Regions from separate parts of the Drosophila melanogaster genome. Here region 2 is linked to region 1. Evidence: chromatin contacts called from public Hi-C data. All regions are on one chromosome and are shown on one strand. Each heading gives the region's core, a stretch centred on a gene start, on an enhancer-like site or on the middle of the called end of the contact. The rest is flanking DNA. Distances are from core to core; before and after follow the strand shown. Region 1 holds the start of lncRNA:CR45201 (long non-coding RNA:CR45201). Region 2 holds the start of Kif3C (Kinesin family member 3C).

Region 1 (5,032 bases), core at 304-2,803:
GCGCGCTTTTTAAAAATATCAAATTGGAATATAACAAAAAAAAACTGAAATCGAACAACTGAATCTAATGTGCATGTTAAATAATAAAAATTGATCATTTACATACATCATATTAAGTCAAATGACTTAATAAATATACTAAATAATTAAGGAAAATACCAAGGAAGTATAACTACTGTAATTTAAAACATAAATTTCCCAAATAGAAGACATTATATTGAGAAATAAATATTCCATAAAAATAATACGTAGTAGAAAATACAAATTTATAACATAAACAAAAATATGAAAACTGTTTATTGGAAGTATATCTTGAGGCACGAAGTGCAGACGAAAGCACTCAACAATGTCTTATTAATTTTTCACAAGTCGCAAGCTGAATCATTCATTTCATTTCATTCAGTCATTTTTAAAATTTATTTTGTGACATTATGATTCGGCTTTTACTATTTCTAAGCTATATTTAAATAATAATAACGTTAAGGCAATGCAAAACAAGAATTTTTCGCACGGTGCCAATTGATCAAAAATAATATAGATTTAATGTCTATGAACTTCTAAGGTGAAGGGCATACATATGTACATATATTGTCAAATTTACAATGCATGGATACGTGTGCACACACACAGTTGTCTGCTATCACTGTATGCGTAGAAAAGAGCTGTGCGCTGTAGCGCTCTCCGCTCTCTCGCTCTCGAACAAAAATTCGAGGGGGCCTGGAGCCACGGCGAAAAAACCGTGTGCCAAAAAATCGTAAGACGTTACGCATCCTGTTATTCTAATGTCTTTGGTATGATAATCTTTAACAATTTATTTCAAATTATTACTCCCTTGGACATGGTATGTGACGACAAATTCTCACCATACGAAAAATATGAAAAACTTTGATTTTTAATAACTCGACATATGGCTTTATTTGTACCACATTTCTTCGTACTGTGCCATACCATCCCTATTTTGCCATCCTTACGATACCGCCGTCATTATCTTCATTAATGGGTGGGTAGAGACCGTTAGGTCAATGCAGGACGGCATATAGAAATTGGGTGACGCACTCTTAGACCATAACCAAAACTATCGTATATTCTCAAAAAAAGGGGACTATGACTATAAAAATAGCTATGTATTTAACTCTAAACCTCTATAGATTTTGATAGACCATGACATTGTGTGGAACATGATGTCATTTTCTAGACATTGTGCACGAAGATCATTCCCGAAGTCGACCGAACACTTATTCCGTGCATGTTTCATCAGACCGCCGGCAGCATATTTTAGCGTTAGGCGTGCACTTCCTTGTATAACTGTGTACACCTACAAAAAATTTCAAAATCAATCTATCGGGCACGCTCCGTTAATCGAAGTACTTTACGATTTCGATTTTAAAGATTGGTGCTCCGGTTTTCAAATTCGTAAGGATTTTCGATGTGTATAACGGGCACTTTTGTCTGGCCGAAATGAAAAGTATATGCCCATTTTTATATCACGTTAGATCTTAACCAAGGGAAAAAATAGTTCAGTAGTCTATTGATTTATATTCATTAGTTATTTTATATACAATTTATTTCTGACCCCATCAAAAATTTGATATACAAAATTTTGCTGTCGGCAACAAAAATTTTCGATTTGGCATTTTAAAACGCAAGATCGGTGCTCCGGTTTTCAAATTCGTAAGGATTTTTCGATTTGTAAAACGGACACTTTTGTCTGGCCGAAATGAAAAGTATATGCCCATTTTTATATCACGTAAGATATTATTTACCAAGGGAAAAAATAGTTTACTCAGTGGTCTATTGATTTATATTAATTATTTATATTCATTATTTATTTTATATACAATTTATTTCTGACCCCATTAAAAATTTGACATACAAAATTTTGCCGTCGGCAAAAAAAATTTTCGATTTGGCATGGGGTCATGCGTGCGTCGACTAAACTTACTTATAAAATATAAAAGAATTAATTATCTTAATTTAAAAGATGGCCTATAGTGTTCGTAAGTAATGCTATTTAATTTAATTAATTAAACGGTCAAAATGCAGTAAAAAATTAAATGCGAACATCGGAATTAAAATTGTGAAAAAGGTGTCCGCTGGAAAACAGCTTAAACAGCTGTTTACTGTACAGAAAACACTCCGACAGCAAAAAATTTTACGAAATCAAATCGAATTCGGAAACAAATTACGATTATTCGGTAATGCATGCCTGATTATAATTTCTTGATTTGTTTTATATTAAATTTAAAATTTAATAGTTTAATAATATAAAAATATTCTTATTTATATTATATATTATGAGTATTTCAAATGTAAATAATCATATAAACTATTTTATAAAACATCGACGTTACATAAATAAAATTTATTTTTTGTTTTTCAAGTGTAAATAATAATATTAATCATTTTAGAAAACATTCGGCACCTTTACTCGACGCTCATACGAACGGACAGATATGCTTAGTCTGGTATCGCTTTAGCACCAGTAGGAAAAACCTAGAATTTCTTTTCCCACAAATGTCACAACTTCAAAATTCCATTGTTTCACGGTGTTTCTCTTTTAATGTTTCAATATTAATATATATAATGCCTTAAGGTTCAATAAGAACAAAATATTTTCAATGTCTATATCCCACTCCAATTTAGCGTGATATTCACAAAGCTAATCGCAACATTGTGAGCATTAAAAATTGTTATATATGTATGTAAGCGTCTTGGGATTATATTCTCATGAAACTCAACAGTCATATATATGGCCTTAAAATACGTATATATATATATATATATTAATTTTTCAAAGTGTGTGTTTGCATAAGTGGTGTGTACTATTTGTATATTCATTGTACAATTTCTCCCGTTCATATAGGAGAGTGTTCTGTTTTTAATAATTTTGGATATCTTAACTTTTTCGACTTTCTGTAATAAGTTAGATTACACAGTGAACTATAGTCCTTAGCAATGGATACATCAAAGATTAGTGCCAGGTATGTGGATTAAATATTGGTAAATTTTAGTCAACTTTTTCGATATTATTCTCGCGTACTGTTTTTTTAAACTTGTATATGTACTAACATTGTTTTAACAATCTGTTTCACATTAGGTACTCGAAAGTAGACCTGTTAGCTCTAAGATATGAAGGTAAAAGTCGACAGCGCCCGCAATGTTCAACACGACTTGAATTGCAGACGCTAGGTTTTTGGAAAATTAATCTGAACACAGCTGCGTTAACCGTGTCCAGCGCCTATTCTAATCAAAACAAGAATCGACTTTCTCCAGAAGCAGATAACTCGAGCTTAATTTGTTCCAATAGTAGCTCAATAAGTTCACGTCGCGCTATGAGAAATCGAGAACGGGCAAACAACTATTACCAGCGCTTCGTACCTACCGATTCTCTTCTAATAAGTGGGGAGGATAAAGATAAGGATGCGCTTTCTCATGGACAGCCCTATAAGTTGAATATCATCGATCACCGTAGCATATCATCTTCACATTTAATGCCGGCATTTGCAAAGAGGCGTTTTGTCATATCGAAAGGCAGCAACAGCGAGGAAAGCAACGAGGGGATAAACACTTGTGCAAGCAAGGGCAAGGCAGCCAGTTCGCCTAGCCGTAAGGGTAGCGAGTTGGATACTGCTGAGACATGTTTGAATTTTGTTCAGCCGGATCACGACCAATGCATGTCATCTTCACCTACATTTTCAACATCCCGCCAAGAAAGGCGGATTGGTAGCGGTCGGCTGTTGCCAAGAAGTGATAATTGGGATTACAAAAACGAAAAGACCGTAGAAGCCAGCATTGAGAATGAAAAGGAAACATCTCCAAATGGATCTGGAAGTACAAGCAGTCTTAATCAGCACAATCAAAGCCAACATCGTTCTCGAACATTCAGTGGAAGGTTAGTTGAACGTGTTCCCGAAGTCACAGATCGTCGTTTTCAATATGACTCCAAAAAGTCTTTTGATCGTCAGGGAATTAATAATCGACGCATTTCTGGTAAGGAGCCTTTCAGTACTCAAAGCCGAAGCAAGCGTGGCAATTCCTATCTCATTCACGAAGAACCTGAATGGTTCAGTGCAGGACCTAAATCACAGCTAGAAACTATTGATCTACACGGGTTTGAAGACCTGGAAAAAAACGAAGAGCGATCCGTAACTGAAGATAAAAATAATCAAATTCAACAACTTGATAAAAATTTAGACGCGCAAGCAAGCAAAGATGAAGCTTCGATGAGAAACAGCAATGATAGTTTAAATTTCCGCGAAGTCATTCCAAGTGATGAAAAGAAGCACACTGACGAAAATGTAGTGACTTCTATTCAAAACTCAACAGATCTCGGCCATCCCAATAAAAACAAACCAATTCAGATGCAGCCCAGTCAGAATCCTGAAAGTGAATTTAATTTTGATGCCTTTCTTAATATGCATCCCTTGGATAATTCCGTTTTGGTAAATATATTGCAAAAACTAGATTTTAAGGAATGAGTACCTAATCCATTCAGACATTACATGGACAACTTCCGGGTTACCTTTTATTGACGGATCAATAATAGTATTCAAATAAGCTGTAAATAATGATATTAACTCCCGTTACTCAAGTAAAGGGTAAAGAGTTAAAGGGTATACTAGATTCGTTGAAAAGTATGTAAACTATATATTCTTGATCAGGATCAATAGCCGAGTCGAACTGGCCATGTCCGTCTGTCCGTATGAACGTCGAGATCTCAGGAACTAAAAAAACTAGTATGTTGCAATTTAGCATACAGATTATAGATACGAAGACGCAGCACAAGCAAAGACACTAGAATAACAAGATGCGTAACGGCCATACATTGGTTTTGCACTATGCAGCCAATTTTTTAGTGACGGCCAAAATTGCTCTCTTTCCGCTCGCTCCCGCTGAGAGCATAAGAAATCTAAAAATAGAATTTGCTTGCTTGTGTGAGTAAAAACAAGAGACGAGAACGCATATATGTGTGCGTGTTGTGCTAGAAGACGATTTTCGGACCGAAATCAATTCTGATCAAAGAAACGAATTT
Region 2 (5,479 bases), core at 976-3,475, 190 kb before region 1:
ACATTGTTGCGGTTTCATATTCGTAGCGGTCATGCAAATAAACAAAGTTTGCCAGCTACGTAACGACGTCCGGCATAATGCTTACATTGCAGAATGCCTTCGTCGACGTATTTCATGCGGTGGACATAGCGACGGTAACTTTAGTTAATTATATACTTTATATGGTTGCCAATGTCTTCGGGCTTAACCGTAAAATCAGATGTTTTAATGTAATATCGGAAAACGTACAATCAATGTAAGTTTTAAAAATGTTGTAGCACAAAAAGCACAATATTTTACCCTTTTCGAGCGGCAAGCATTATAAAATATTCAGTCGGACATGGCCGCTCGACTCATCTCGGCTGGTGGTCCTGTTAAGGAATTTATACACTTTATACCTGTTCATTTTTTTTACGAATATAGTTAACCTTTAGCTATACTAGTCATTACTATACTACCCGTCTACATACATACACATTTACATATTTTGACAAGTACCTGCATTGTGTGTGTTTTCCCACAACCTGTTTGACCGTAAGCAAAAATGGTTCCATTATATCCTTCGATTGTACTCTCAACTAATGAATAACACATCTCGTCGTAAATCACTTCCGTGTCAGTTTTCATATTATAAACACTATCAAATATGAATTTTTTTTGTTGAGATATGCGAGCTGATGGATTAGTCACGGAAACTGCAAATTCATTAATTTCAACAATGTTCTGAAATGACAAAAGTAAATAAATTGTCGTTTTATTAAAAAATAAATTAATTTTATGATCGCAAAAAATCTTAGCTTTATATAACTTTGAAGTATATTCACCCCAAGACAATTATAATTTCGTAGGCATTTCTATCGGCTTTTGTGTCAGTTTGCTGACTTTGATTAATTCAAAGTTTGATTATTTAAGATAACCGAACGCCGTAAATTAAATCACCGAAAAGCTGCTAATCGCACTGATGACCAGAGAGAGAGAGACAGTCAAAGAAAATGTTGTATTGTATTACTATCTCAGAAATGTGATACTTATTATAGAAAAATGAATTAAATAGGCTTTAGATTCTAGGAGCTCTTGCACATAAAAGCAACAACTATCATAATATTAAAAATTATTCAAATGTGTGGGCGTGACCGGTTTGGCGGCCTTAGGGTGTTAGAGGTGGCGTGGCAAAAAGTTTTTTTGGCAAAACGATAGAAATTTACAAGACAAATAAAATTATGAAAAAATATCCAATAATTTTTCTAAAATGGTGGCGTTGCGACCACGACCACAATTTTTGAGAAATGTGTTGTATTTTTTCACATCTTTATTAGTCTCGTACGTTTGGGTTTCTTACAATAATTTAATTAATATCTATCGATTTGCAATAAAAAAAAATTTTTGTCACGCCCACTCTATTGAACAATTTTTTATACTTTAATTAGTCTTGTAAATTTCTATCGATTTGCAAAAAAACCGGTCACGCCCACACTTTTGAACAATTCTTAAATTTTATCCCATCTTATTCCCCAATATTTATCGATATCCCAGAAAAATTATGATATTTCGAGTTCGCGTTCACACTAGTAACGGGTAACTGATAGCCGCGGAAATTGACTACAACATTCTCTCTTGTTTAAATTATCTATACGAAGTCTGCCGGGAAGCTAGTACTTAATGTAAACATATCTATTAATTGCGTATTTATAATGCGTGTTCGGAGCGGATCGCCAGGGCCTAGTCATGCATAGGTGTATCACTTTACTAACACAACTTTATTAACCTGCATGATAAGTCCCAGTCTCCAAGGAATCCTGAAAACGCTAAAACTTTCTTTTACCCAAATATGTTTTGTTAAGGGTATTGAAGGATTATCATCTTCCATATATTTAGAAAAGACAATGTTTAATGAATGTATTTAAAAGTTAGTGTTTTTGATTTCCACCAAGTCGCTGTAGTTTGGAAGTACAGCAAATTTGCTTTCCTTACCTGTTACACACTCTTAACAAAACAAAATATTTAAAATCCCAAAAGTGTTCGGCAAAAAAATTTAACCTTCTCTTTGTAATGTCGATATAAAGTCGATGTAATAAATTAAAATATACACTTACTTGACAGTTTCGTTCTTTTTCAGTTTGGTTCATCGGACGACATCGAACAACAACTTTAATATTTTCACTCATTTTCCTGTGTTGGTCAAAATAAGTCTTAAAGTTTACTTAAAATTCAACTAAAAATATTTATAATTGCTTCAAGAGAAAATCCATACATGAAATTAAAAGCTACTTTGAAAGTATTCGAAATACATTCACGTAAAGCTCCGAATTTAAATCATTTTCATACCATAATTTTGGTAGAATCAATAAGTCTTTCCCAACCTTGTGAAATGAAACCGCTCATCATCCAAAGTTTTAAAGAACTTTGAATTTCAAAGCAACATTTTTTACTTATGTGTATAAAATTGCCATTTGACTGAAGTAAAAATAAAGATTTTAGTCAAATTTTTAAATATCCTGATTTGGTATACCCTTTAACAATACGAGTAACGAGTAATAATACGAGAAAAAAGTGCTAAACGTTGCGTGCAACATAATAGATTATCGGCATTTTGTGAAAAACCACATGTTTTTGAATTCAAATAAAAATTTATGCATTCCATTATTATGCATAAGTATATAATTAGGTATATTATGGATAATTCGCATCGGCAGTTAAATGAAAATATAAAAATATACTTCCATTTTGAATTGCGTAAGAATATTGTATTTTGTATTAAACACAAGTTTTTTTGAAAACTTAGGAAATAAGCCTTTCTTATATCGTACGATCATAACGGGCGACACACAAGATTCGATTATACACTTAGCGTATTTTAAAATGGGTTATATAATTAAAGCTTGCCCATATTGCTTAATTTAGGCTAAAAACAAAAGAGTTAATTTTAATCCAAATTTTAATAAATTTTTGAAGCTAACAACAATTCGATATTACCCAGTGTGAAAAACCATTCTGTGCCTCACGATTTCTTCGAAATCGATAGGGAATGTATGGGAATGCTCTATTATAATACACATATAAACTAATTTTGCAAAGCTTTAAGCTCCCGTTTTGACCACTGTAACCTGAAAAGAGGGCTACGATTTTTGAACACGCGCACGCGTGATCTTAGGATGCAAGTCACATACGATATGAACCAACCCTCACTTAGTCACGTTTCCGCGGAGTGTTGTAGACGTCATAGCAAAGAGTATTCATTACAGGTACACGGTACCATATTTCAAGCAAAGCGCGTTTGTTAGGCATTACCGTCAAATATTAAAGATAATTAAATTTTGAAAATATTGTATAAATATTTCAAAAACTTACCAGTTAATTTAACAATTATTTGTACTTTTTAATTGTATTAAGTAAAACTTGTATTAATGATATGTATTTATAATAATTTTTTCTATTTAATTTTATTTTAATTTCATTCATTTCATCATTTAATTTTAAACAATCGAGTTTTTCAGATAATAATATGTAAGTTCTTAAATTGAGCTTTAACGACGTAGTGAATATCTATCTGCGCATGACTTAAATTTTAATTTTGTTCTTACGAAAACTGTGTATATAGGTACGAAAGCGATTCATTCATAAAATACATATACAGTTTTATACAACTCAAAACATTTAAAAAATGTATAAACGTAAATAAAAAATAATACATATATCATTATTGAGTTTTGTAATCTATTTATATATACATATATACATATATACATATTTATATATTTATATATTTACATATTTATATATTTATATATTTATATATTTATATATTTATATATTTATATATTTATATATTTATATATTTATATATTTATATATTTATATATTTATATATTTATATATTTATATATTTATATATTTATATATTTATATATTTATATATTTATATATTTATATATTTATATATTTATATATTTATATATTTATATATTTATATATTTATATATTTATATATTTATATATTTATATATTTATATATTTATATATTTATATATTTATATATTTATATATTTATATATTTATATATTTATATATTTATATATTTATATATTTATATATTTATATATTTATATATTTATATATTTATATATTTATATATTTATATATTTATATATTTATATATTTATATATTTATATATTTATATATTTATATATTTATGTATTTATATATTTATATATTTATATATTTATGTATTTATATATTAATATTTATTTATGTATATATGTATATATATGTAGGTTTTTTATATCTTTAATTATTTAAATGTTATAACAAAATAGGAATTCAAAGACTACCCACTATATACAATAATTCCTTTTCACGCTGCTGTATAAAGTTTTCTACGAATTTTTAAAGGATAGTACGTGCTTTTGGGTTGTATACAGTTTTCTATAAAGTTTAAAATATATAAATTCGTCACATTGGCTCTGTATACTTTTTAATATTAATATTCATCAACTGGAAGTAAAGGTAAAAAATTTGTTATGAGTAAAATTTTGTTTAGAAGTCCGAGGCCTAACGATTAATGATTATTACTTGTATCTAAGCTATTTTCGAAATACGGTATTTTTCAGCAGGATGACAGTTGACTCATGGATATCCAATAAAACATGGCTAAATTGCATTCGTTTTTTTTGTTCTGGGACGAAGAAATACATCTTTCTAAAAATGCATAATTGCCTTATTGGAAAATATCAAAAATACCGAAAAAAGTAAATGAAACATTTTTGCGAAAAACGAGCATTTGCACATTTTTAAAGCTAGTTGCACCAATAAATAAGTATTTACTGAGCACCCTGCACTATGAATTGCACATAAATAACATTTGTTTCAAAGAAGTTGAGTTGCTATTTTATATTAAGTAAATTGAAGCATTTATTTATATTTAAAACCACCAATAAAGGTTCATTATTAGGTAGCTCACACTTTCTAAAAATTTGAACTGTTATTGTATGAAAGCAACATAATGAGTTTGTTTGGGTACTAACTCGTTAGATTTTGTCAAGCGGACCTAAATACTTTTATAGACTTCTAAATACCTTTACCTTATGACTGCAAATTTGTAGTAAACCTATCCAATGCCAGGCTATCTGGCATTAATAACTCTATAGAGAGTTATTCTCTATATAGATGTCTAAAAATGTTTAACATAAAAGTAACAAATAAATTTTGAAACTTAGTACAGCTACACCTGTATAGGTTTTTAGTTTCTCGCAATCGTTGGTTTTGCAAACTTTGTTTTGCAAAATACCCTTTATCTCTACGAGTTACTCGTATAAATATAAAAGCTTTTAGGCTAAACTTGAAATTTTTAACAATATTCCTAGAGGAAACCAAAAATTGCTTTAAAATATTTGGACCGTTTAAACTAAACTAAAATGATTATTTAAGTCTTGACCTTAAGACTTAATAAATTTATTTGTAACCGCGTTGGTAACTTGAAAACTTAAGAATCTCAAGAAATTA

The links. A called contact is a pair of places that touch in the nucleus more often than the background predicts.
Region 2: a Hi-C map of the Kc167 cell line shows a contact between it and region 1, with 1.6 times the contacts expected there. The contact joins the promoter of Kif3C here to the promoter of lncRNA:CR45201 in region 1. A contact is called at or near these places in 10 of 107 Hi-C or Micro-C datasets (the Kc167 cell line, the S2 cell line, eye imaginal disc and 2 more).

The regions. Positions count from the first base shown.
Region 1 is chr4:955,955-960,986 of dm6, reverse strand. lncRNA:CR45201 (long non-coding RNA:CR45201) reads left to right here and starts at 1,553. Exons shown (of 1, transcript NR_123751.1): 1 at 1,553-1,763. 4E-T (eIF4E-Transporter) reads left to right here and starts at 2,595. Exons shown (of 8, transcript NM_166798.2): 1 at 2,595-2,981; 2 at 3,098-4,442. The coding sequence starts at 2,956. It also overlaps asRNA:CR44030.
Region 2 is chr4:1,144,212-1,149,690 of dm6, reverse strand. Kif3C (Kinesin family member 3C) reads right to left here and starts at 2,225. Exons shown (of 5, transcript NM_143682.4): 1 at 2,073-2,225; 2 at 478-702. The coding sequence starts at 2,144. The region is part of intron 1 of CG32017; the gene reads left to right.